Linked DNA regions of Anser cygnoides: region 1 is linked to region 2. A link is a contact called in public Hi-C data. All regions are on one chromosome and are shown on one strand. The core of a region is the stretch at or near the end of the contact, and the rest is flanking DNA. Distances in the headings are between cores, read along the strand shown. Region 1 holds the start of CDCA8 (cell division cycle associated 8). Region 2 holds the start of UTP11 (UTP11 small subunit processome component).

Region 1 (2,862 bases), core at 59-2,558, 200 kb before region 2:
CATCTGGAGCCTGGTTAGCAGGGCAGCTGTCACTGGTTGTCCAAAAAGAGAGAGACCTTAAGAAGAACATCTGAGTTGGGGGGAAAAAAAAAAAAAAAGCCATTAGTTTAACACATTTTATTTGTGTTCCGTACCTGCAAAAATTTAACTTGAAACAATCAAGAGAAATGTATATAAAGCCAACTTCATAGAGCTAGTGAAATGGATTGCTAAGCCCCCATTATAATGGGAGAAAAGGCATCGCTCCCAGATGATGCTTGGGTGCAAAGGCTAGTATTTACCACCAAATCATTTACAAGATCTGAGCACAGATTGCAAAGAATCAGTGCAAAGGAAGCAAGTTCACCCACTGCTACTGAGACCAACACAGGAGCTGGGTGGTTGGCAGGCCTTCAGCCTCCAGGGCTGAGAAACGCCCTTCGGGTCTGCCCCATGAAGAGCTACCTTGAACAGTGTCTTCCTCGTACCGCTCCAAAATCCTCTTCCAGGCCTGCGGGAGAGCTTCCATGTCTTCTGGGCTGTCGCAGCTGATGCGCAGCAGGAACAGCTTGCTCTCCAGGTACCTGCGGGCTCCGTAAGGCCAACAAACACACAAAGCAGCACCCGCCACCCCCCCCAGGAGAACCCCCCACCGCAAGGATACAGGTACCGGTAGTACCGCTCCACATCCTGCAGCCCTTCCAGCACATCAGCCAGCGACGGGCGGCGAGGCCCGCGCCGCAGGCTCTCGGCCAGGCCCAGCTCCGCCGCTCTCTCCTCGTAGAGCCGCAGCACGGCGGCGGCGCCGGCCCCGACGGCGTCCCTCAGGGCGCGGAGCTCCTCCCTGCGGGGCACAGCTCAGCCGAGCCTCGCACCCCGGCACCCAGCCCGGCCCCGGCGCCTCCCCCCCTCACCGCCGCCGGCCGAGCTGCTCCAGCAGCGCCTCGGCCGCGCCGCGCTGCTTCCTCCACAGCCGCTCCCGCAGCTCCCCGAAGGCCCCGAGCGGCGAGGAGCCCCACGCCAGCCTCCGCGCCGCCCGCAGCTGCTCCGCCAGCCCGGCTAGAGACACCAGCAGCGGCTCCCAGGAGGCCAGCGCCTCCCTCCGGGCCGCCTCCTGCCGCGCCGCCGCCGCAGCCCACTCCCGCAGCGCCGCCACCATCACTCCCGCCGCCGCCGCCGCCATCTTAGCGCCCTCCCGGAAGCGCTCCCCGCGCCGACGTTACCAAGCGGCGCCAGGCTCGGATGGCGGCGCCGCCGCCGAGCTCGGCTCTGATTGGCCGCGCGGCGCTCTCCGGGTTCTGATTGGGCGGCGGGTGGGCGGGGCTTGCGTTTAAACGCGGCGCGGGCGGCGGCGGCAACGGCGGCAGCGCTGGGGCGGGCCGGGCTCGCACGGCGGCAGCGGCACCTCCAGGCCCCGCGGCTCCGCCATGGCGCCCTCGCGCAAGAAGGCGGCCGCGGGGGCCCGCAGCAGGAAGCTGGCGGCATTCCTCAAGGACTTCGACCGCGAGGGTGGGGGGGTCTGGGAGCGGTTTTGTTTTGGTGGTGGGGCGGCCCCGGGACCGGTTTGGGGGGGAGGGGGGCACCGGACCCGTTTTTTTGGAGGAGGGGGTTGGGGGGGGGGGGGGTGTGAGAGTCTCCGGGCCCTTTTTTGGGGCGGGGGGGGGGAGCGGCCCCAAGCCCGGTTTTGGGGGGTAGGTGGCAGCCAGGTCTGGTCTAGGGGGGGGGCGGAGGGACCCGGTTTTGGAAGGGGAGGGGGTGAGGGTGGTCGGGCGTGGTTGGGGGGGGGGGCGGTCGAGCCTGATTTTGGGGGGGGGGGATTCTGGTTCCGGTTCTTGGAAGGGGGGGCGGCGGTACCGGGACCGGCTTTTAGGAGGGAGCGACCCCAGGCCCGGTTTGGGGGGGCGGGGTGGTACTGGAACCGTTTTTTTTTTTTTGAGGGGGTGGCCCCAGGCCCGGTTTTGGGTGGGGGGTGTCAGCCAGGTCCAGTTTGGGGGCGGGGGCCTGGGTCCATTTTTGGGGTGCGGCCGGACCCGGTATTAGAGGGGGCAGGGTGTCAATGGTGGGACCCGGTTTGGGGTGGGGGGGGATAAGAGGAGGGCTGGCCTGGTTGAGAGGGGGGGCGAGGGGGGTGGTGGTTGAGCCTGGTTTTGGGGGAAGGGGGGTGATGGGGGTCTCGGGACCGGTTTTTTCTCGGATTTTTTGGGGGGGGGTCCTGGGACCGGTTTTCTGGGGGGAGGGGGTGTCTTGGGCCCAGAGCCGAGCACGACCCTATGCCCCTGTCCCCACAGTGAGGAGCCGGGTCGAGCAGATTCAGGCAAACGGGCAGCGCCTGGTCAAGGAGGTAGAGAACCTGTACGACATCGAGATCCTCCGGCTGCCCGTGGCCCTCCGTGAGATGAACTGGCTCGAGTACTTCGGTATGGGGGTGCTGGGCTGGTGGGGGTGTTCCTCCCTTTAAACGGTGCTGAAAGGGCAGCAAAAAGTCGAGGCGAGTGGACTTGCACAAGCAGAAAGCCTGTGGGTGTCTCAGAGTGCTGGTATCCATCTGAGGCTGCTTGCTCACTACTAGGAAAACCACTTTGTGCTGCTTTTTGTTCTAGTGCAGTGTTAAAATACAGCTGTGCTTATTGTAGGAGCTGTTGTGGATCACTTTTAAAAAAAAATGTTTTCTTTCTAGCTAAAGGCGGGAGTAAAAAGGCCTTGGAAGCGGCAGCGACGGTAAGTATTCAACATAAATATTAAACTTGCTTGATAGTGTCGTACAGCCCTGTAGGAAACAAAGGGGTTCTTGAATCTGTAGGAGTGCTGCAGTAATACAGGTTACACTAAGAACTTTGTAAATGCTGCTTTAAGACTTATCAGTAAGAGATTCTTCTTGTATCC
Region 2 (2,733 bases), core at 86-2,585:
TCTATTTCAGCTTTGAGTCAGCGCAGAGCAATTCCTCCCAACACGCTTTAACCTAACTGTAAAGTACCTCCAGCATTTCCATGCATTCTCATGAAAGAGACAAAGCAATTAATGTAACCGCAGGTGCAAAATACCTACAGAGCTCGAAACCAAAAGAGAAAACCTTACCTGCAAGAGAGCATATAGCCATCTGAAACCAAACTGCATTCAGTAAAACACATTTTGCAGCGATGCTGAGCTATTTTTCAAAGCCACAAGATGCCAGCTGTGACGTTTGAGCTTTTGTTTAAGAAGAAAAAAGCAAAGGCTGGAGAAGCCTTACCCCATACCTACCCTGGGACTCCCTGGACACACAGCAGCCCGTTAGGGCGTGCTGAACGTTTCTCTGCACTAAGCTTGAGCATTTGGTTTAACTTTACTTCAGAGTTTATTGGTCGGGTAAAGTTTCAGAGCTTTAATAAAACACAGCTTAAGCACTGCAGCTTCACAGTCTGGGAAAGAGGAACGGCAGAAAGGTTTTTTTTTTTTTCCCTTTCTTTTCTTTTAGAAAACGGCATTCGCTGTGCTTCCTCGAGCAAACCCGGTGAAGATCTCCGAGCAGGATCCACCTCGGGCAGGGGCAAACCCAGCCGGGGTCCCGCGGGGATGCTCGGTCCCCCCCTCTTCCCCCAGCCCTCCCCCGGTGCCCCGGGGCTGCCCGTGCCCCCTCGGAGCCCCCTGGCCCGGTTCTCCCCACCTGCTCGGCGCCCCGGGGCCGCGCTCGCTGCTCGCCCCGACGATGGGCAGGCTGGGCACGGCTCGGCTCGGCTCGGCTCGGCACGGCTCCGTATGGCTCGGCACGGCTCGGCACCGCTCCCCAGCCGGCGGCGGAGCCCGGCACTGCCCCGCCCGGCTCGGGGCGGAGCGGAGCCGAGGGGCGGTGAGCCGAGCCGTGCCGTGCCGTGCCGAGCCGAGCCGAGCCGAGCCGTGCCGTGCAGGGGGCGGTGGGCTCGGCGGCACGGAGCCGCCCTGCCCCCGGTTGAAACCGGCAGGGATCAGCCACGGGTGCGCCCCCACGGCACCCGTGGGAACCCCCCGGGGAGGCGGAGGGCGGGGGGAGCACGGCGCTGCCGGGAGGTCCCAGCACCGGGGGGATGCCCCGCGGAGCCCCCCGGGCCCCGGCTCGGCCCCTCCACCGGCGTCGCCCCCGTGGCACCGATCGCCTGCAGGGCACCGGGGATGGCGGCGGCGGGGAAAGGGGGGAGTCGGGGGGGGGAGCAAAGCTCCATGCCCCGGCAGCGGGGAGTTAGAACCGGGGGGGCTGCGGCCATCACAGCCTGAGGGCGAGGAGCCCCGGGGGGGGGACAATAAACGAGCCCCGGGACAGGGCTGGGCCCGCACCGGAGAAGGCCGCGGGGCCCGGGCGGGCGCCGCTGTCACCATGGAGACGGCGCCACCGGCCGCCATTACGTGACGCGTGGAGCCTGCGGCCTAGGCCCTGCCCCGCCCGCTCCGGCTCCGGCTCCTCACGCGGCCGCCGCCGCCACCGGGTTCCCGGTACCGACCCCGTCCCCTCTCCGCCATGTCGGCCTCCTTCAGGAAGGCCGCCAAGTCCGGGCAGCGGCAGCACCGCGAGCGGGCCCAGGTGAGCGCCATCCCCCCGCTGCGGGCCGCGGGGCTCCGGTGCGGGCCCTCGGGCTTCGCTGCCGGCGGCCCCTTCATCTCCTGTCCCGCTTTTCCCCGCAGCCCGCCTCTCGGAAGAAGCTGGGGCTGCTGGAGAAGAAGAAGGACTACAAGCTGCGAGCGGAGTGAGTCGGGGAGAGCCGGGAGGGAGCCCCCCGGGGCTGCACCATGGCCGTGCCCGGCCCTGTCCTGAGTCCCCACACATGGGCAGTGAGACGTGCGGAAAGGCCTCACGCTGTTATCACTGCAAATAATAAAGGAATTACAAGTGCTGTCTTCTGTTTTTAATGGCTGACCCCGCGGAAGGTCCAGGAGGGCTAAGCTGGACAGTTGGACAGCACTTGCTCCTCAACACTGTTCATCTCCAGCTTTGCTGAGGAATAAGTTATGAGGCTGAAGTTGATTGTTGGTGTCCAGCTTGGTACAGGGAGCCTTGGCTGTCATATCACGGTGCTGAGCATCGCTCTGAGGGACTCAGCATCACCTCAGGGAATGCGGACATGGAGAAATGCTGAATTGCTCTTTCTTTTTTTCCAGGGACTATAACAAGAAGCAAAATGCCCTCAGAGCACTTCAGAAGAAAGCTCTGGACAAGAATCCCGATGAGTTTTATTTTAAGATGATAAACACACGGCTCAAGGTAAGAAACTATCTTCAGGTGGGATTACACTGCAGCTCCAAGTAACAAGTTATGTTTTTTAATTTACGAATTAGTAAACAAAATAGCAGACTTACCTTGGTGCTGTGGAAGTTTAAGTGCTATGTTCCATCTGTTTTTAGGATGGAGTTCATGTAATTAGACAACCAAAGGATGAAGTGACTCCTGAACAGGCAAAATTGATGAAGACACAGGATCTTAAGTATGTAGAAATGAAAAGAGTTGCAGAAGCCAAGGTAATGCTTCACTTTTTCAGTTTCCATTTTGCCCAGAATTGTTTTTACTGTAATTTTTTTTCCTCTCCTTTGGGGAGGGGTTGCTGATGGTGATGGATATTGTGTTTATGTTCAGAGAAATCTCGTTCATGTAATACTGGAAATGATAGATGGAAATGTCAGTGGAGCTCAGTATAT

The links. Hi-C and Micro-C count contacts between places; a contact is called where the count stands out from the background.
Region 1: a Hi-C map of liver shows a contact between it and region 2, with 2.0 times the contacts expected there. The contact joins the promoter of CDCA8 here to the promoter of UTP11 in region 2. A contact is called at or near these places in 2 of 7 Hi-C or Micro-C datasets (granulosa cells and liver).

The regions. Positions count from the first base shown.
Region 1 is chr24:4,618,596-4,621,457 of Taihu_goose_T2T_genome, reverse strand. CDCA8 (cell division cycle associated 8) reads left to right here and starts at 1,308. Exons shown (of 10, transcript XM_048073264.2): 1 at 1,308-1,488; 2 at 2,268-2,396; 3 at 2,657-2,697. The coding sequence starts at 1,407. AIRIM (AFG2 interacting ribosome maturation factor) reads right to left here and starts at 1,197. Exons shown (of 4, transcript XM_048073265.2): 1 at 894-1,197; 2 at 644-823; 3 at 445-563; 4 at 1-70. The coding sequence starts at 1,162. The coding sequence ends at 30.
Region 2 is chr24:4,415,202-4,417,934 of Taihu_goose_T2T_genome, reverse strand. UTP11 (UTP11 small subunit processome component) reads left to right here and starts at 1,335. Exons shown (of 8, transcript XM_048073245.2): 1 at 1,335-1,624; 2 at 1,726-1,787; 3 at 2,200-2,302; 4 at 2,443-2,556. The coding sequence starts at 1,562. It overlaps FHL3 (four and a half LIM domains 3), which reads right to left and starts at 899. Exons shown (of 6, transcript XM_048073244.2): 1 at 737-899.